Regions from separate parts of the Rattus norvegicus genome. Here region 2 is linked to region 1. The links are chromatin contacts, called in public Hi-C maps. All regions are on one chromosome and are shown on one strand. Each heading gives the region's core, a stretch centred on a gene start, on an enhancer-like site or on the middle of the called end of the contact. The rest is flanking DNA. Distances are from core to core; before and after follow the strand shown.

What was found. A called contact is a pair of places that touch in the nucleus more often than the background predicts.
Region 2: a Hi-C map of kidney shows a contact between it and region 1, with 6 times the contacts expected there. The contact joins two enhancer-like sites. A contact is called at or near these places in 10 of 12 Hi-C or Micro-C datasets (the A7r5 cell line, the Rat2 cell line, Schwann cells and 6 more).

Annotation. Positions count from the first base shown.
Region 1 is chr2:88,094,791-88,100,462 of GRCr8, reverse strand. No RefSeq gene overlaps it. Among named protein-coding and RNA genes, the nearest start is that of Car2, 380 kb to the left of the region's middle. Within about 2 kb of position 1,817, at least 28 of the 93 cell types and tissues checked have an H3K27ac peak or open chromatin away from gene starts, as enhancers often do.
Region 2 is chr2:88,139,071-88,144,625 of GRCr8, reverse strand. No RefSeq gene overlaps it. Among named protein-coding and RNA genes, the nearest start is that of Car2, 340 kb to the left of the region's middle. Within about 2 kb of position 2,460, at least 33 of the 93 cell types and tissues checked have an H3K27ac peak or open chromatin away from gene starts, as enhancers often do.

The sequences.
Region 1 (5,672 bases), core at 568-3,067:
AATGATGTTTGCTTAGATTTCTGGAATGATTCCAAGGTTTTGGAGTAACAGACAGGCAGAATGCCTGTTTGTCCAGTGCTATTAGAATTTCTTTGTAGATTGTGGGAATGGTTATTTAATACAGATGCAAGAAAACAATACTAACGCCCAATGCCAGTGAACTTCCAGTGAGATCACTTTTAGATTAAACACTGACTGATTCAGAATCCTTGGATGAAAGACTATTGTGTTCCAAATACGTTTTGAACTTTGGACTTTTTGTTAGTTTATTTGTATTAACTCTTCCCAGTAGGAGTTTACAGAAGTCATTTGACCTTACGCAACTCCATGAAGTGAGTAACAGAATACTCCTATGTTTCTCACAGAAGAGAGACCTGAGATTCTCAAGTCACATACTCTCAGAGCTAAAGTACAGACAAATAATTAAAAGCCAGTTTGGTTTGAAATACTACATTGGACTAAGTGTTCACTGAAATGTGTTCAGATGTGGGGCTTTGTGGAAGCAATTGGATCATGAATATTCTTCATGGATGAATTAACTCTGATGCTTTCACTGAGCAGTAATGGGGAAGGAGACATGGTTGAGGGAACGGGGACTTTGGGGACATGGTTTTTGAAGGTGGGAAAATTTCCCCTATCCTGTTGCCTTGGTCTCTTTCTTTCTGCTTCATGATTATCATAAAAGATAGCTTTCTGTCACGTACTGTTGCTGCCATGAAAACTTAAAACAATGAATTTAGCCTATCTTGGTAAAAAACTTCCAAAGTCATGAGACACTACTACTTTGAATCTCTAGGTTATCTGCCCCAGCAACAAAGGTATGAATAAAATATTGTGTCTTCTTAGAGCTCTGTTGTGGTGTCAGACATGGTATAGAATTGGAAACCCTCCTAAGATAGAAGTAAGAAATGTAATTACAGTTTTAGGAATGAAATACTTCTCCCTATATTCCCATGTAGGAACTTCAGAAGGGAAGAGTCTACCACAAGTCCATTAGCCAGAAAATATGTCTCAGGAAGTGTGTGAATCACCATGCTGCTTGTGTACACTGTATTTTAGTGGGTGTCTCTGGATATCTTGTACATTTCTTAGCATGAAGTACAGTCCAGGGCTGTACACCCTCAAATTATAGTCTCCCTTCACCCCACTGCCCACAGCCTTAATGCAGTCACTCTCAATCTGTATTTTCAGATATTTCCCATTCCATGATGTCTCTATGACATAATATGTACATTTATTCTTACTAAAATGTCATTGCTTCCTTTTGTCACATAGCAAGTTCGAGATGTAATGTCATCTTCTCTTTGTAGCCTCTCTTAATTTTTCCATCAAGCACATTTAGATGAATGTCGATAACAGTCCTGCTTTTAGTTGTTTCAATGCCACCAACTTTTAGTTGCTTTTTGTCACAAAAGCTTATCAGCAAATACCAGAAACACTGTAATCCCCACAAGAAAAACTTGTGGTTAGAATGGTGTTTCCCTGAATTTCTCTGTCTCTTCTATCCTATGCCAAGTTATATGCTTGTAGTTTCTCCCTATTCTAATCCAACTAACCAATTATCTTTTTAAGTAAATGTATTTTTCACTTTCAGTTTCATCAGTGACTATGATTACATAGTGCATTTATAAGTTAACAATTAAAATTAAAAAATTCCTTTCCTGGCCTGGAGGCACTAGGTTATGCAGCTATCTGAGCAGGGGTAGACTGTGACCATTCTGTGTTGTTGGAAAACTCTGCTTTTAAGGTTGCAGTCCACCATATCCAGATATCCTCTCTGTGCTAGGTGCAAAATGAATGAATGACTCCCTCTCACAGTGAGACTTCCTCTTCTCTGCATGATCTTATCAGGAGAGTGTCTCTAAGCACAGTTGCCTGACCTTATCTACAGGATGACCCCCACATAAAACTTCCTGCCAGCACTGCATGATTCAGCATGTAAGTCCTGCTTGGACCCTCTGGCTATATGATAATTAGGTATTGTGCTATGACCAATCAACCCTTCCTGTCCATAACTCCCCCAAACCTCTGAGGGAAGTCTTGTAGTTTATGACAGATTACAGGTTTAATTTTCTCTCTCCGATAAGAACCTGCCCAACAGGTTCTTGGAATTCTTCATCATGTAAGTGAAATATTTCAAGCACCTCAGCTCTAGCCAATAACATGCATGTACCCTGGAAATCCCTACCATTCCCCAAAATCTATACAATCTTTGTTTACACCTAATAAACTTGAGCTGTCTTACTTATGGCTGCTCCTCCCACCCCTACAAACACACCTTGTGGATTGGTGACTAATGACTTCTGAGAAGGGAGACCTAAGCTGTGCTTCAGAAAACAATTTCAAAGAGAAAGAGGTGTGAAGGAGACAATGCTGATATCCAAAAAACCTAAATAAAAGATATTAAGAAATACAGGCAAATTTATAAAGTTTATAAAAAGGAAAGACAATGAACTTTTTAGATGAATTTGTATGGTCATTTTAGAATGAGGTTTGATAGGCCTGATGACTGTTTGTTAGCATGCAATGGGACAGCATAGAGAGACAGAAGGAAGAACAGCTCATATTATCTAAGCACAGCATTGTTTGTTTTACCGTCATCATTTATCTTTTTCAGTGAAGGTTTTTATTCCAAGTGGAATTGTTGACTTCAAGTCCACATGGCTGACTGGGCCACTAGGAGAAAGAAACAATCTCCACTCTTTCCCAAACAGGATAATTCTACTTAATATATACAGAGGGAAGGCCGGAGTACAAACTAGAAAAGCACAGTTTAAAACAAATCATGTATTGATGCCAGAGCCAGGAAAAGAAATAAACCTATAAAGCCCCCCCCCCCCCCAAAAAAAAACTGTTTCTGAGCTGTGCTGAGGCCTCAGAGATGGACAGTAAGGTGCGGTGGATCATGCAATAGAATATGGAATATTGTACTGAGAGATGTTTCAGAATTAAACCTAAAGGAAAGTCCATCCTCCCTTAAGGTCCAGGACAGTACAAAAAGGACATAGAAGGAAAATTATTCCCAAGAATTCAGAACATCAAATCCCAACTTGTATGAGAATGGGAAAGAGGGCGCATTCAAGGCTCCACTGAAACAGAAGTGATCCTTGGTGTTGATCCAGACCTATAAAATTAACTTTGACCACACTCGATGAGGCTGTATTCACAGCCAGGGTGTTTACATGAAAGCCATGGGAAGCAGCCATGTGGTGGATAAGTTCTCAGTTAGGTCCCAAACTGTGTAAGGAAGGAACAGCCATGGACAACATACAAATAACAGATTAATTTCTCAAAAATTTTAGATCTTGGAGCTATCAGATAAAGGATGACACAGTGATGATGATGGCGCTTACTCAACTCTCACTATATACAAAGTACGGTGCTGACCAATCCATATGACTTCATTTGTTGGCAGTGACCAGTGTTACTTTCTTGTAATAACTGAGGAAAACAAAGTAGGGAAATCAAGTGACCTATGTCAGAATACATAGTCAGGGAACCAATGTTACTGTGATACAAGTCAGGTTGCCTTGATCCATATCCTCTCTTCTTATTTAATTTCTGCATTAAACTCCCTTCTCTGTGGGATCTGTAAGAACAAAGGCTTGGTTTGAATATGGAACAACAAAGGAATAAGGCTCTGGATTTAAATAGACCATCAGGGGAATGAAGGCAATTAACAGACTGGGTAACCAAATTGAAAGAAGTTACAAAATAAGATTGGAGGAAATTATCCAGAGTACCAAAAGAAATGATAATGGAATGAAAACCAAGACCTTTGGAAGATAGACAGCAAGCAGTCCCGCCTCCAGACCCCCCCCCAATTTACATCATAAAACCAGTTGATGACTAAACAGACAGGAGAGAGATATGAAGAGGAAATAAAATTTACATTAAGGTATATATTTGATCTTCAACAACCTGATACTAATTCTGTCATTCTGTCATTTATTAACAATATAGTCTCTTAAAATTTCCAACTTCTTTGATATTAGGTTTTTGTTTTCCCTCAGAGAGGGAATCCTAGTGCCCAGTTCCCCTTGAAAACTCCCATCCTAAGCTCCAATACACAGAGCACTTAATCATTCCTCCTGTTCAACTGAAATTTAAATCACTAAATAGTTTCATACTATAATTCTACTTTTGTTCTCTCCAGTGTTTTCAGTTCTTCAAAGTCTTATGAAAGGTAACTCATTGGAAAACATCTTCATTACTAGAAGAAATATTAGACTCACATGTATAAAATCTTACACTGAAAACAGTAACTATTCACACATGAACTGTGCATGAAATATGAGAACTGGAGATTTATATTGCCTGCTAAATAATTGTAACCACATAGAATGTATGCAATACACTTAGATTTGCAAAGGTATATGACTCTTTAAACATGAATTTTGGTGTCATTTCTGTAATGAATTTTTCAACCTGGAGCTTTGGTTTTAGCTAGTATCTATTTGGCCTAAACACTAACATATGGTGTCTTGTGGCTCCATCTAGTGTCTGATGACTGGCAGTACAATTGAATTTATTGCAAATAAGAATCAGAGCACAGACTTTTACTCTTCATGAAATAGTTTGCAAAGGGTCATGCATGACATCAGTGGTAGCATTTCTGTTTCTATCAGTGTTACATTTGCACATATTTAGAAGTTACTGCTGATGATTCAACATGTGTTTCTCCACTAAGACCTATTTCCATTGTCCTGGACAGATATGACCCTAGATTCAGTTTTCTCTTAGGCCAGTAACTCTGGGCAGTGCCTGAGACAAGGGAGGTACTAAGTAAAAATAAATGGATGAGTGCAGAAATATTAACAATTCGGAAGAATCACACTCCCATTCAATAGGGAAATTCGTGGTGCTCAAATGATTATATCACAAGACAAACATGTGTTTTTACAGAGTGTAACTAAAGTACCTTGTTGGAAAGCCATGCCACCATTTCTTCTGTAAGCTGCTTCAATGGAGACATTTGCCATTTGATCCTAATGATTTAGTCATGTGAATTTCAATGGCCTGTACTCACAGAAAATGACTCACTGTGGTAGGTATAAGGCATTAGAGAGAAGAGATGAGTCTAAAATTGTGCATCTCTATGCAGAAGTTTGTACAGTACTCAGCTCTCTTCGATAGCTTTAGGAAAGTTACATCTGGTTCCACTGAGAGAAACCTCACAGTATTTTACTTTGTCTTGCTTTTTACATTCAAGGATGTGAAATAATGTCTTAATTGTAAATTGAACTCTGTTATTTCAAAGAATAAGAAGTTAATTTTTCATTACTTGTGGGAAGTTGTCAGTGACTGGACAAGATTTTACATTTTCTATATCCTTGATAAGAAAGTATAAGAACAAAGGTCCAGGACCACAAGTCCTTGAAAATGTGGCCAAATTGTGAAAACAGATCTATAGACTTTTTCTGAGAATTGGAAGAGACACTATGAAGCCAAAAATCAATGTGATCTCCCATTTGTTTTAAACCACATTTCTTATCATTAGGAATTTTAGGGAGATGACACTATGTTCCTGCCCATGTTTCAAATCAAAGATCACAAACCAGCAATACTCTGACCTCTCATATCTAAGCTTAAAGGGACTCCTCTTTGGACGACAAGTGTTCCTACAATCTCTATTCACCTATGGTATTGTCCGTAAGTACAACACAGAGAAC
Region 2 (5,555 bases), core at 1,211-3,710, 44 kb before region 1:
ATTAATTGAAGAAAGTTAGGAAGGATTAACTACTTGCAGATTCTAGGAGGTCGAGAAAACCTGTAACAAATAGAGGGAGCAGTTGTTGAGTTGATTAATACTCACTCCTTGGTGTTGTTTTAAAAATCCAATTATGTATGACACAGGTTCTGATTTTTAAAAAAGCTTTCTGAGCTTTTTATTTTTGACTCAAATTGTGAAATTATCTTTGATTTGGATAGGTAGCCATCAGTGTTTACTCTAGAAGGGAGGACAAAACTAGCAAGGCAGTCTTCAACAGTGAACAAGTGCTGTGAATGCTTTCAACTGAATCCCAGTTCCTGTGTACTGTCATTTCTTTTTGTAAACACTCTTGAACAGTGTTTGCATAACTGACTCGCCATCGCCATCTGGTGTCAACAAGTGGAAAAGAGAAGGATCACTCTGGAGATGTGAGCTGAGCAAGCTCTTTTCCTTTGAAAAGGATACTTGATGAAGTATACCCTTTTTCTAAAACTTTAACCCGTCATACATTCATGCCTTTGGATGACTTATTGACCATCCATATTTACCAAATTGTCTCTCCATGGCAAGGGAAGGCCAGTTTATGGCTCTTCATATTGTAGCTGAAATTTTTGGAGAATTCCCACTGAGTTTGGAGTACACTGATGACAGAACAACCCAAGTGTTAATTGCTCAGACCATGCAGTCAGGTTAGTTGGGATAAAAATTCTTCTGCTTCATATAATCCAAATAATAGACTTTGGTAAAATGTCCTATGATTTCTAGTCTGGCTTCCTGTGAAACACTCTTATTTGTTCAAGTGAAATCAGAAACCACAAATTACAAGTCCTTGACAAATCATCATATAGTAAATATTAGGTATGGTGATGATCATGAAACATGTGTGAAATGTGTAACCCTCTTATTCCATCCAGCCAATAAAGCAGCAGAATTATTTCAATATTAGCTTTGGCCTACAACTAACCATGGCTGTCTGCTCCAAGTAGAATTTGCACACTCCCTTGGTTAGTCACAGAGCTAACATGGGTCTGGATCTACTAGTGACTCAGCCATCATATATAGCATGTCCTGGAAAGACAGGGACAGAGAGCAGATGGTGGAAGATGTAATTTTTGCTGGTTTTACTTTTGATTTTTAAATGTTTGTTGGTTCATTCTTGGGTCAATCACAGAACCATTGTGTATAGTCTTCTGCTTTTTCAGATTGTGCCTGTTTGCTGCTCATTATCTGAACACTGAGGAATAGAGAGTGATACAAAAATATGTCGAAATTCATTTGTATTTCTGGTTTCTTGAGAAGCATACATCCATCGTTGTTGGAAGCAATATACATTCAGCAAGTCTTTTCAAGAAAGAAGTGTAGATTTGATGGATAGAAAGAGAGATTACATGAATTCTAGTGTCCTGTGTGATGCCACACAGGTTTCAGGGCAGCATGTAATTGTGTAGCTCTGACTACTGCATATGGGTGTTCTTATACCTTCTAATCACTGTATTTTTCTTTACCCTGGAGTTAGGGTTGGTATACATTTCCTAAACCACAGACTCATTGCTTGTGACTATTCTCGATAACACACTAAATGAGGATTTTTTCTCTTTAATTTATCCAAAACATGTCATTGACCATCAGCTTCATAACCACAGACTGAGATCAGTAGGTTGTTGGTAATGGTAATAACTCAATGACTAACTTGTAGGTGTTTGCATTGTGAGTGTCAAACATGACCTACCACTCAAATATACACTGAACAAATGTTTTTAATGTTGTTCTGTACAAAATATGTAAGTATGTGGCCTGTGGAGATTCAATGACACTGGCATAAAATGTTCCTGCTCTCTGGAAACTTACAGTCTGGTGAAGGGAAACAGACACACAAATGAACAAAACAAATGAGTAAAACAAAAACAAAACAAAAAACCCAGCCAGCACTGAAGGCTACTTTGTGTCATTTGGTCAGAAACGAACTCTGTCTGAACAATGAGGATCCTGTTAGATGAATATGTCATGTGTATATAACTCCAGTGAAGGAACCAGCTAGGGGCAGAAGGAGGAAAACAAGTTTGGAATACGTTAGAGATAGTGATTCCTCAAATGAAGGTTTTTATTGTTCTTGCTTCCATTTTCACCAAGTAGAGACAGTTTCTAGCTAGCAATCTGACAATCAGATCAACTCAGCTGTGTTCTGAACACCATCACTTGGATTCTCGATAATGTCTTGCTCAATATAATCCTGTACCCAAAGAGTAGCTTAAAAGAAGCCTGTGTGACCTTTGAGCGTCTGTTGGGAATGTTTGCATATTTTGCTCACTGTACCAGATACTGCTCCCAAAGTTCATTCGGTTTTATTGTCACAGGAATAAGTAGTATTTTTATTTTATAGACATATGAGCTGGGGAACATGCCTCATAAACAGCTCAGATTTCAGTCTCAGATTTCTTTTGAACGTCAAAGCAAAGAGAAATACCAAAGCCATGGTCAATGGTACTGTGTTCAGAAGCAATCTTAGCCTAAGGAACTATTAAGAGTCTTAGCAGTCAACAGGAGCTGTGGCCATGTGTCTGGGTCTAACATGTACCTGCCTTCCCAAACTCACCAACCTGCAGCAAGTGATACCCTCCTTATTTCTTAAAGATGATATTTCTACAAAATACTACTAATACAGATGTGGCTCTAAAGAGTATATTCATTTAGTCTTCACAAGTTAAACCTTAGAAATTAAGAAAAATATATACATATAAAATTTTTTAAACTATGCAACACAAGAAGAGACCAATTTAGGTGTTTTTTGTTGTTGTTTAGTTAAAAAAAGCAGCAAAAAGAAGAATAAAATTATCTATCCAGAAATTTGTCATTCATATGAAGCAAAAATAATATATAAATAGTTATTCTTGCTGGAGTATGCAATTATGTATAATATAAACTTCCATTTTGAGAGATGAAACTGAAAAAAAAAATTCAGATTATCCCAGAACTGGGTAGATAGCTCAGTGGTAAAGTGTTTACTCCCCAAGCAAAAGGAGAAAGGTTCAGCTCTCGAGAAACCATCTAAATGCTGGGTGGTCATGGTGGCTTTACTGTGATTCCACCACTCCTCTGGCAGAGACAAGGGTCACTGAAGCACGCTGACTAACGAGAATAGCTGCAATAGCAGTCTGGGTTCACTGTGAGATGCTGGTCAGTGAACAATACAGCCAGTGAGCAAGAAGACTTCTGATACCAGCCTTGTATCTTCACATGCATGCGCAGAGGTTTGCACAGGAAAACAGACGCATATAGATTCACACATGTATACCACAGACACATGCAGAAAGACAAACAAAAAACAGTTCAAGAGTATCAAATGAAGCACTACACAATAATTTTTATGCAGATTATTATTAATATAGAAAGTATTTGACCAAACTTCATTTAATTTTTCAAAACAAGCTTATATTTTGAATACACCCTTATTTGGAATATAAAGTGTTTTGCAGACAACTTCTTTGAACAAATGCAGTATACAGATGGCCTAGGAGATTACTGATAATTTAAAAAAAACAACCAGAGACTGGAACAGAGTACATTCTGTTATCTGCACATTCACAGTGACAAGCATTTTTCAATGAACCATCCTTTGATGTTGGGCCCATGGTAAGCTCACAGAGAGCTCCAAGGCTGTGTTTCATCATAAGTCTTCAGATGGAAGCTTGTCAGTAGCAATATGTAGTGATTTGCAACAGGACTGAACCCTACTTTACTATTCAAGCTGAGGATCTGAAAAAGAAATTCAGGTTATCCCAGAGCTGGGTAGATGACTCAGTGGTAAAGTATTTACTGACCAAACAAAAGGAGCAAGGTTCAGCTCTCAAGCAACCACCTAAACGCTGGGTAGTCATGGTGGATTTGCTGTGATTCCACTACTCCTTTGGCAGAGACCTCATCAAGCACATTCTCATCAAAGGAGAAACTGAGACAGATCATGACATTGCCAGATTCTCACCACAGCTTGCTATCAATATGAGCCTTCCCTACACAGCAAGTTTTCTCTTATATAAGCAGGCAGTTATGATAACTTTGCAAAATCCTTTTCTCCAACTTGGAAAGGCCTGGTGATTTTTGCTGTTGTTGTTGTTTTTTAACAGTTAACATTCCTAGCAATTTGGCCTATGCACTCTTCATCAGACATATTATTTCCATGTAGGAAGTGAAAACCTGTGATACACTATCCAAATATATGGCCTCACAGAGTTTCTAGATATTGAACCAAGGGAAAAATGTTTCGAAGGAACTCAGAGAGTGAAATCTAATAAGTATATATTACAATAGTCTACAAAAGGACTCAAAGGCAAAGTTGTGTAGCCTGGTGGAATGCCAAATCACCCTTTCTTCCAACTTTACAAGGAAGGAGGAAGTGGGAGCAGAAGCCAAGTGTTCCTTGTAAAAGCACGCAAGAAGCTTTCACAGTGGCATAAGAATGCTAATAAAACATTGTGCCTAGTCTATTGGAAACTGATCATTGGTCTCATAAGATACCAATAGTCTTTAAACATTGAGGAGGCTGCAGCCTGAGTCATAGCATACAGGAACTAAATGCAAAGAGATAGGCTTTAAAGTAAATACCTTTCGAATTGCATTTTAAAATGAAGGAGCTGATCAGATAAGCGAGTTTCTAGTAACTGACATGAAGGTAATTTTAAAAGATTTTAAAGACCTTTTGCTCATATCTATTTAAAAGTTGAACATGTTGAAATGATACCCTACATATGTTTGAATAAACTCAGCCATCAATAATATGTGGGTGTTGCACTGAGGACACAAATAAAAATACTCCCCTCTTGGTATCCTTTAAAACAAGAGCCAACACAGATTTGAATGCTCTAATTCATTCCTGTCTTTTGTTGTCCTTGCCTGTCCTGTCGTTATACAAGTCTGAAACTGTGCCTGCCTGAATACTGTCCCTGTGTTTGTGGTCCTGTAATTCTGAGTGTGTGTGTGTCCCTAACAAAAGGCTTTGCTCTCTCCTTTAATGAACAATACAGAAAGTCTTGCATGGGGGAAGGAGTGGGGGAAATCTTTAACAGACTTTTACAAGGGATTAAGTCACCAACTCCAACTAAGCCAGATAAGAAACAAACACTAATCAAGCAATACCTGAATACTGTTTTCAGCTTTTATGGTGGATATTCACTTTATACTGCCACTTTTAGCCTATTTTCTGTTTCTAGAAAATGATTACCACAATACACATGTAATGCTCTCTGGGTCAGGTGAGTGAAAGAATACATATTTTATGAGTATAGCTATACCTTGGCTTAGGTTGTAAAAGCTCATTACACTGGAAATACAAGGCAAGTAATGTTGGTTGTTATATTGTTCTCTTAACAGGCTGAGTATACCGAAGGATATCAGTCTTACTTAAGTGACCCCAGTGGATTATATTAACTGGCTGTGAGGTCCAGCAAAAGTTCCCGTATCTTAGAGTGTAAGATATATTTTTACTATAATGCATGCCACAGTTACCTGTTTGTTGTACCTGTCATTATTTGCATAAGATAAAGTAGTTAATATAAAAT